Regions from separate parts of the Mus musculus genome. Here region 2 is linked to region 1. The links are chromatin contacts, called in public promoter capture Hi-C maps. All regions are on one chromosome and are shown on one strand. The core of a region is the stretch at or near the end of the contact, and the rest is flanking DNA. Distances in the headings are between cores, read along the strand shown. Region 1 holds the start of Rhbdl3 (rhomboid like 3). Region 2 overlaps Myo1d (myosin ID).

The links. Promoter capture Hi-C pulls out the DNA fragments that hold promoters and counts their contacts.
Region 2: a contact with region 1 is called in a promoter capture Hi-C map of hippocampal neurons, with 2.9 times the contacts expected there. The contact joins the enhancer-like site here to the promoter of Rhbdl3 in region 1. A contact is called at or near these places in 4 of 39 promoter capture datasets (cranial neural crest, hippocampal neurons, pre-B cells and 1 more), 1 of 15 datasets of contacts at CTCF or cohesin (pro-B cells), 26 of 484 Hi-C or Micro-C datasets (B cells, the C2C12 cell line, CD4 T cells and 19 more), 3 of 115 datasets of contacts at active chromatin or transcription factors (astrocytes, embryonic basal ganglia and neural tube) and 2 of 9 other capture datasets (embryonic stem cells and liver).

The regions. Positions count from the first base shown.
Region 1 is chr11:80,298,477-80,302,274 of GRCm38.p6, reverse strand. Rhbdl3 (rhomboid like 3) reads right to left here and starts at 1,363. Exons shown (of 9, transcript NM_139228.3): 1 at 1,004-1,363. The coding sequence starts at 1,114.
Region 2 is chr11:80,668,219-80,672,019 of GRCm38.p6, reverse strand. Myo1d (myosin ID) reads left to right here. Exons shown (of 22, transcript NM_177390.3): 11 at 1,001-1,171. All of the region lies in intron 2 of Gm38907 (a long non-coding RNA gene), which reads right to left. Among named protein-coding and RNA genes, the nearest start is that of Gm38907, 51 kb to the right of the region's middle. Within about 2 kb of position 1,814, at least 35 of the 459 cell types and tissues checked have an H3K27ac peak or open chromatin away from gene starts, as enhancers often do. A contact at or near this core is called in cerebral cortex and hippocampal neurons, where this site is marked.

The DNA of each region.
Region 1 (3,798 bases), core at 114-2,613:
TGAGCACTCTGTGTGTGTGTGTGTGTGTGTGTGTGTGTGTGTGTGTTCCCCAATATGCTTCCAAGACTGAGTGCAAGTACTGAATACAGAAGACTCTCTCAGGAGTTAGGGCCAGGACAAAGTGACAGGTTTAGTTACGCAAACCCGAGAGATGTTAGACTCCCGGCCCATTCAGATTTGCTGGCTGTGGTTTCGTAGGCTGGGGTTTCTGGTTTAATTTTACTCTGAAGGAGGGACAGGTCCGAGGCAGGGTGCCGAGAGGGAGTAGTTTCATCAACTCAAGCACCCGGGGCTTTCCAGATCCTGCCTCGCCTCCCAGGACAGCAGACAAGAGATCTAAGCGGCAGATGGCAGGAAAGCCCTCTGGAGTAACCCCTCCCTACCCTGCCCCAGGGGACCGTTCCTGGCACCGAGGTGGTCAGGGACTCCTGAGCCCCCTGCTGGGAGCATTTCGACCCAGCTAGCTCTGGCTGGGTTCAGGGACTGAGATCAGTTTGAATTTCAATCAGTGTCGCGACCGGACTGACGCCGGCGGGAGCTAATCTGGCAGCCGAGAAGGGGTCTCCAGAGCGGTCTGCGCTGATCAGAGACTGGGCATCTGCGGCGCCGGTTCCTTCCCCGGGCTTGCAGAGTCCGCAGGTCGCTGAGGGGAGGGGAGGGGAAGTCACTACAGTGACGCGGCCGCCTCTGCAGGAAAACGCCGTGTCCCGGGCACTGCACCAGCCGCGGGGAGGGGGCTCGGCAGCCGACAGGTTCCCGGCGCAGTGGCCCGGGCTGTGTCCCGCAGTGAAGCCGCGGGAACCCGAGCGGGGTGGGGAGCGCGCGCTTGCATTTGGGGGAGACCTATCTCTCCTACCCTCGGGGACCCCCGACTCATCCCGGACGCTCCGGTGACATAACCTTGAAGCCTCTAAGTTGTCTGCGGGGTAGGGAGCTGAGGCAGTGGCGTCTCCCCGCGTGGCGCCCCCCAGAAAGTTTGAGGGACACAGGAGGGGGCACTCACGTCTTCTGGCGCGGCGGGCAGTCGCTCCTCGGCCTCGGGCTCCAGCTCCTCGATGCGCTCAGCCTCCGCGCAGGCGGCCACTGCGGGGCCGGGGCTGGGGTGCTCGCCCATGGCCCAGACTGCGGCGCTCGTCCCGGGGCGCCGGGCTAACTTTGCGCCGCCGCGGCCGTGCTGCTCCAGGAGCTAGCTGCGCCCCTCGCCGCCTCCGCGCTCGCTCCCATGGTTCTGCTCTCCCCACCGCCCTCACTGCGGCCCCCGCGACCCGGGGCGCTGGGCCCCTAGCCGCCAAACTTCTTGGCCTCTGTCGCGGGCCCGAGGCAGGGCGCCCTTGGGCCAGCCGGGCCCTACCGCTCCCCGCGCTCCTTCCCGCTCCGCGCGGCCCCCGCTCTGCGCGCGAGCCTCCTCCTCCCCACGGACTCCTCCGGGGTGGCGCGCGGCGGGGGCGGGGCTGCTCGCGGGGCCCCCGCCCCCCCAGGCCGCCCGCGGGGAGGGAGGGAGGGAAAGAGGGAGGGCTGGCTGCCGGGAGGCGAGCGACAAGCCGCCGCTCCTCCCGCCCGGAGATGGGGACTGCGTTGCCCTCAGCCTGCTCAGCTCAGCACCGGGTTAACCATCACTTGGAAGCAGCAGATTGTGTGACGGAGGCAGAAGCGAGGTTCTCACGAAGTTGGCCATGTCAGGGTTAAATAGGACTGAATTGAGAGTGAGATGTGAAAATTGGATTCCACCAGCCACCCTTAAGACCTCTCTCTGTTCGCTGTGGTCTTGGATTCTGGGAGGTCTGGGAAAGCCTAGAGATGAGAGAAAGGTCAGGTGGTTTGGGACCCTAAATCCTAACCTTTGCCCTACCTCTCCATCTAGAGCTGTATGCTATCTTCAGGTTTCTCGACCATGTTAAATCCAGGAAAGTAGTGCCCTGCCAGACAGGAGCGGAGGGGTGGAGTGCCGGGGAGGGATTGCGGGGTGGGGGGAGAGCTGGCCGGGGGTGGGGGTGGGGGTGGTGGGGAACAAAAACAAAAAACTAAAACTAAAAACCAGGAATGAAGTTAGCAAAGTACTAAAGGATGTTTAAAGAAGAAAAATGGGAGACAGAGTACCTGTGGGAAAAGCGATCTTCCCACCTAACTATAATTTGTGCCAGTGCCCGGGCTGGGGTAGATGCTCCTCAAGGGAGGCTCAGGGGCTCAGTCCTGGTTCAGCCGCCCCTCCCCCTCCCACACTCCCCACACCCACACACACCCCCACCCCCGCTCCTCCGGCAGCCTACATACAGAACCAAAGCCCTTCAACCTCTCCGCATCATCATTACCCCTCTCGACGTCCAAAGGATTATTATTATTATCAGAAGTTGCAATTAACACCTTCATTTTCATAACGCAAATGTAACCACATCGTGCAAACCCAGGATCCAACCTGTGACCATCTCGCCCAGCACTGACTACTCCTCTTAAACCCAGAAGGAAATCAGTTCCATCCTAATTAGGTGAGTTTGCAACAGACACCAATTTTCATCTCGGTTTCAGAAAGTGTGATCATTCCAACTATTTTTGTTTCTTGCCACCCCTCCCCCATCTCTACTCTACTAACAAGTCAAGATCCTGCCAAGATTTCCTTGTAAATAAAACTGTCTGCATGGGGGTGTGATTTTTTTGAAAACTGCCTTCAGGGGACAGAAGAGAGGCTGAATTCTTTCTGATAAAAAAGCCTATTAGGATAAGCAACTGCTGGGGCCCTGAGGGCCAGGGACCCTGTCTCTACCTCCCCTGCTACCGTTGGCTGGACATAACATGAGCAGTGCTGGCTCTGTTACATTCAGACCTTTGGGAAAGAGCTGGTTCTGAAAGCCTGGTTACAGGGGGATTGGAAAGAGACAGGTGCGTGGAAGAGAAGGCCACTCTGCAGAGATGTCCAGCATCCACTGACACACCCCCCTCCCCCCCAGCTAGTCCTCACAAGCTTTCTCTTCTCTAGCCCAGGGACAGCTCTTAGCAACAGATCCAACTCAGTCACCCCCTCATGGGGAAGTTACCTTCCCATTGCTGAACATTTGTTGAGCTCTTATTAAACACTAGGGGAGATCTCTGAGGGTACATGGATGAGCGAAAGACAAGCCCTGTCCTCTATAAGTGGTTTATCTTGGTGTGTGTGTGGAGGTGGGGTGGGGCACACAGCCATGTTCAACAAATCTTGGGTTCCACAGAAACTCAGGAGTCCTACAGCCTGAAAGGAAGAGGAGGGGCCCTGGTGGATCCAGGAGGTCTTCCCAAAGGAAGCACTTCCATAGCCCTGTAGCAGGAGACACAGCAATTCAGGCAGAGGGGACAGCGTGCAGAGTGGAAGGGGAACTGCAAGGGATTTGGCATGGTTGGAAATCAAACTACACCAGCATCAATAGAAGAGTCCAGCCTGAGGGGAGGCGTGAGAGAGAGGGCTGCTAGTTTCCTGAGAATGGAGTTTGGATTCCATCCTAAGGGCAGCAGGAGACACAGAAGAACACTGATACTGTTACAGAAGACAGTAACACTTGAAAAGATCCCTCCTAGACTGATGCAGCAGCAGGAGCCTTTAGACCCAGCCACTTGGGAGGCTGAAACAGGGGGATTATTTGAATCCTTATGATGTCCTGTATTAGAGGCCAGGGCAATACAACCCCCATATTCCCTCTCTTTCCTCTTCCTTTTCTCTCTTCACTTTTTTTTTAAAGATTTATTTATTTATTATATGTAAGTACACTGTAGCTGTCTTCAGACACACCAGAAGAGGGCGTCTTGTTACAGATGGTTGTGAGCCACCATGTG
Region 2 (3,801 bases), core at 565-3,064, 370 kb before region 1:
TTTTAACTATTGAGAACTTCATACTCTAGTGAACTCCCATAAAGTTAAAATTCAATTTTCAATTACATTGTTTGCCTGAAGCTTTCTAAGAATATATTGTATACATTGTATGTTTTATATAGACATAGCTGGATTTTAGATTTTAGTTATAAAGCTTGTTATTCAGATTCCATAGTCGTAGGAAGAAAGTTGCTGTTAAAAGTGTTTGCATTTGGAGTGAGGGTATGACACGGGACCTCTGTATCCATAAGTCACCTTGCACATCTCTCCCAGCTCATGGGCATTCAGGTCATCAGAAGCGCCTGACTTTTAAAAGCATCTTTAAGCAGTGCTTAAAGCACCATTAAACTTAAAAACAAGAGTCGTTAGAATCTTCAGCCAACATCAGTGGCTTCTAGGAATACAGTTGAAATTTTAAGGTAATTCTTATACCCGGGACAGAAGACTTTACTTTCATAGTCCTAATATTTGAAATGTTTGCCAGTAACAGATTTCCTTCCTTTTTTTGTATTTTAGGACATTTTTCTAAAGGTGTAAATAACTTTATTCATAACTGAAAATATAGTACTGAACATATAAACATGAAAACACGGGTAATTCTTGCAGTGGGGCTGTCCTGCATTGAACGGTTTAACAGCATCCTGACCTTCACCCACTCAGAACCTGTAACATTCCTCTTACCATGAGAATCAAAACTGTCTGCTTACATTTTATTACATGTCCCCAAAGCAAAGTTAATCTCAATTGAAAGAGTGGGATTGGATGTAGGATGGGGAGGCAGGAAGGACAAAGACAAGAATTAATCACTCTTGCCTTAGTCCAGTCATCACTGATGTTCCCTTCATAGCACAAGAGTGAAGGCATTAGGTCGGAGACCTCCGTTAACATGTGTGCTTGACTGTCTGCCCAGTTGACACTGAGGTGAAGGAAGGGGACACCTATGTGCTTGCTTGTTGAGGTTCCTGTTCTCCTGGGCATTGCTTTCCTGCTTGTCCTGCAGATTGATTACTTCAACAACCAGATCATTGTGGACCTCGTGGAGCAGCAGCACAAAGGCATCATTGCAATCCTGGATGACGCGTGTATGAATGTTGGCAAAGTCACTGACGGAATGTTCCTTGAGGCCCTTAACAGTAAATTGGGCAAACATGGTCATTTTTCCAGCCGAAAGGTAATAAGACCTTCCTCTTATCTTGAGCTATAAGACTTTTGCTTATTGTTTGGCAGGGCAACGTTGCTTTATAATAGGTTAAAAGAATGTACAGTCAAATAAAGGGGAAAGGCCTGATTAATAATGTATCTCTCTGTGAGTTCTGCTTCTCTGATACAGTGGTGAGGTTGACAGAATTATAGTATCCAGGAGAGGGAGCTACAGACTAAGGCATTTGCTAGATGCAGGAAAAATGAACAGGATTCTTTAAAAGCATGATGTCATTTGTAGCCAATAGATGCTGAGTACTTGTCCATGTGCTAGAATTTTATGCCTGCATCTGATAGCTCTGCATAAGAAATTGCTTTTGTCCTTGACTTTCCACCACAGTCCTCAGTGACAAAATATGGAGTGTGTTCTGACTGCATTCTTCAGACCCTGGGACCTGCTTAAAAATGAGAGATTTTAGCTGCAGTCATGGTTGTTATGGAGAAATGCATTCTTTTAGTATATTGAGTAAACTTCCAAGTCTCCATTTTTTACAATCTAAAAATGTCACAAATAAACCACATTTGTACAATAATTGGTAGGAGTTGTGGTTCACAGACTCTTGTGCGAGACCTTATATATGCAGTATGCTCATCAATTGTGTTTGTTTAGAAGTCTGTGTTGGGGAGGGACACCTCGTCATCACCCCAGGCTTCCTCACAAATGCAAGCTTGTTCAGGAACCAGACGCTGCCAGGAAAACATGCCTTGTTCCTTCCCATCTAGAAAGAAATGGGCAGCAGTTTTGTTTCTCTGTAAGTCTGCAGCACATTGCCACTGCTGCATGAATAAATCTACTTCCTAACTCCGTCCCCTTGGAATTATGTAATCTTAATGGAGAACTTCCACCATTAACTATAAATAGGGTGTGAATCATCTGCAAATTGATTATTAACTGACACTTATCTCAGGGCTGTTACTTGTAGCTACAAGCTGGTCTTCAGCTAATGCATTTAGAACCTAGGTCTCTTCAGCCAGTTCCCACTTAGACCCAAACGTCTGATTAAGCACCTCTTGTTTAAGCAGGTCTAGTCCTCAGAGGTGGGCACAAAACTGTACAAAATGGAAAGTAACCCTAGTCTCAGTGAGACATTTAGGGGGTACCTTTATCTAGGCAAATGGCGGACTGTAAGGGAGTTTAGAGATATCATCACAGGTTGTGGAGATTCATCTACTGATGTACCCTCTGGATACTAGACAGTCGGTATTGGTGAAATTATATTGATTTATCATACCAAATGAATCTTTCTTAAATTGTTTATATTTAAATAGATATCTGTAAGTCCCAAAAGTGACACCCCAAATTATTATTCTATCTTTTGCCATTCAGCCATTTATATAGCTGAATTAAGTAAATCAGTCAGGCAAAAAAAATTTTTTTTTCATTTTACTTTATGGGTATGAGCATTTGGCCTGCATGAATGTACACCATGTGCATACAGTCCCCTAAAAGGCCAGGAGTGGGAAGGAGGACTTGAACCCAGTTCCTCTGGAAGTGCTCTTAACCACTGAGCCATCCATCTAATCCTTCAAGTATTTTTGAAATGTAATCTCACTTTCTTTCTTTTTTGAGATGGACTCTAGCTCTGTGTTGCTCAGACTGGCCTCAGACCTCAGGGCTGTACTGAGCCTCAGCCACGCAAGTGTCTAATGCTGGCACTGCATGCCAACACACTAAGCTGTAATCTCTCCTTAAGGCAACTGAACATCTTGTGTTTAAACACTTGCTACTGTTTTGATAGGAAATCCTAATAGTAATAGTAATTGATTGCTTTCTCTTTTATTTATTTATCTCCTTCTTTGTTACTGGTTTTGGTGGAAGTCCCAGTTTCCCAACAGACCAAGTACCTACTTCTTTTTCCTCCTCCCTCAGTATCCCATGGATAAATACTGAAATGAAATATTTAAAGTATATTCTTTGGGGAATTTGTGTATATGTGGTATGTGTCTATGTCTGTATGTAAGCATATATGGAGGTCAGAGGTCAATGTCCTATATCTTCTCTATTGCTCTCCAACTTTTAAAAAATAATTTACATTTATTTATGTGTTTGGGTGTGTGCATGCATATGCATGCCTTGACACACATGTGAAAGTCAGAGGACAACGTGCAGGAGTTCATTCTCTCCACCATGTAACTTCCAAGGATCAAACTCGGGCTCTGTGGCAAGCCTCTTTACCCACTGAGCCATCCCACTAACCTAGTTTATTTTGTGAGACAAGGTCTCTCCCTGAGCCTGGACCTCCCTGATAGAGCTATCAGGTATCCTCCTGTCTCTGCCCTACTAGCACTAGGATTACAGGCATCACTGTACCCAATTATAGTATGTAATTGCTAAGGATCCAAATCAAGTCCTCATGTATATGCTGCAAGCGCTATACCAACTGAGCCATCCCTCATCTTCTGAGGAATTTTACCTAATAAGGAAAGAAATGAAATAGCCAAGCTGTCAAGATGTTTAAATCACCTCATACCTTTTAGTTAAATAATTCCATTGGGTTGTATGTTGAGCCAGGTATCATTTGTTACTGCTAACTGATCAGACAGACTTACTGGCTTATTAAATAAAAGATTGGTGACTTTTATTTGGGGCTAAAAATCTTC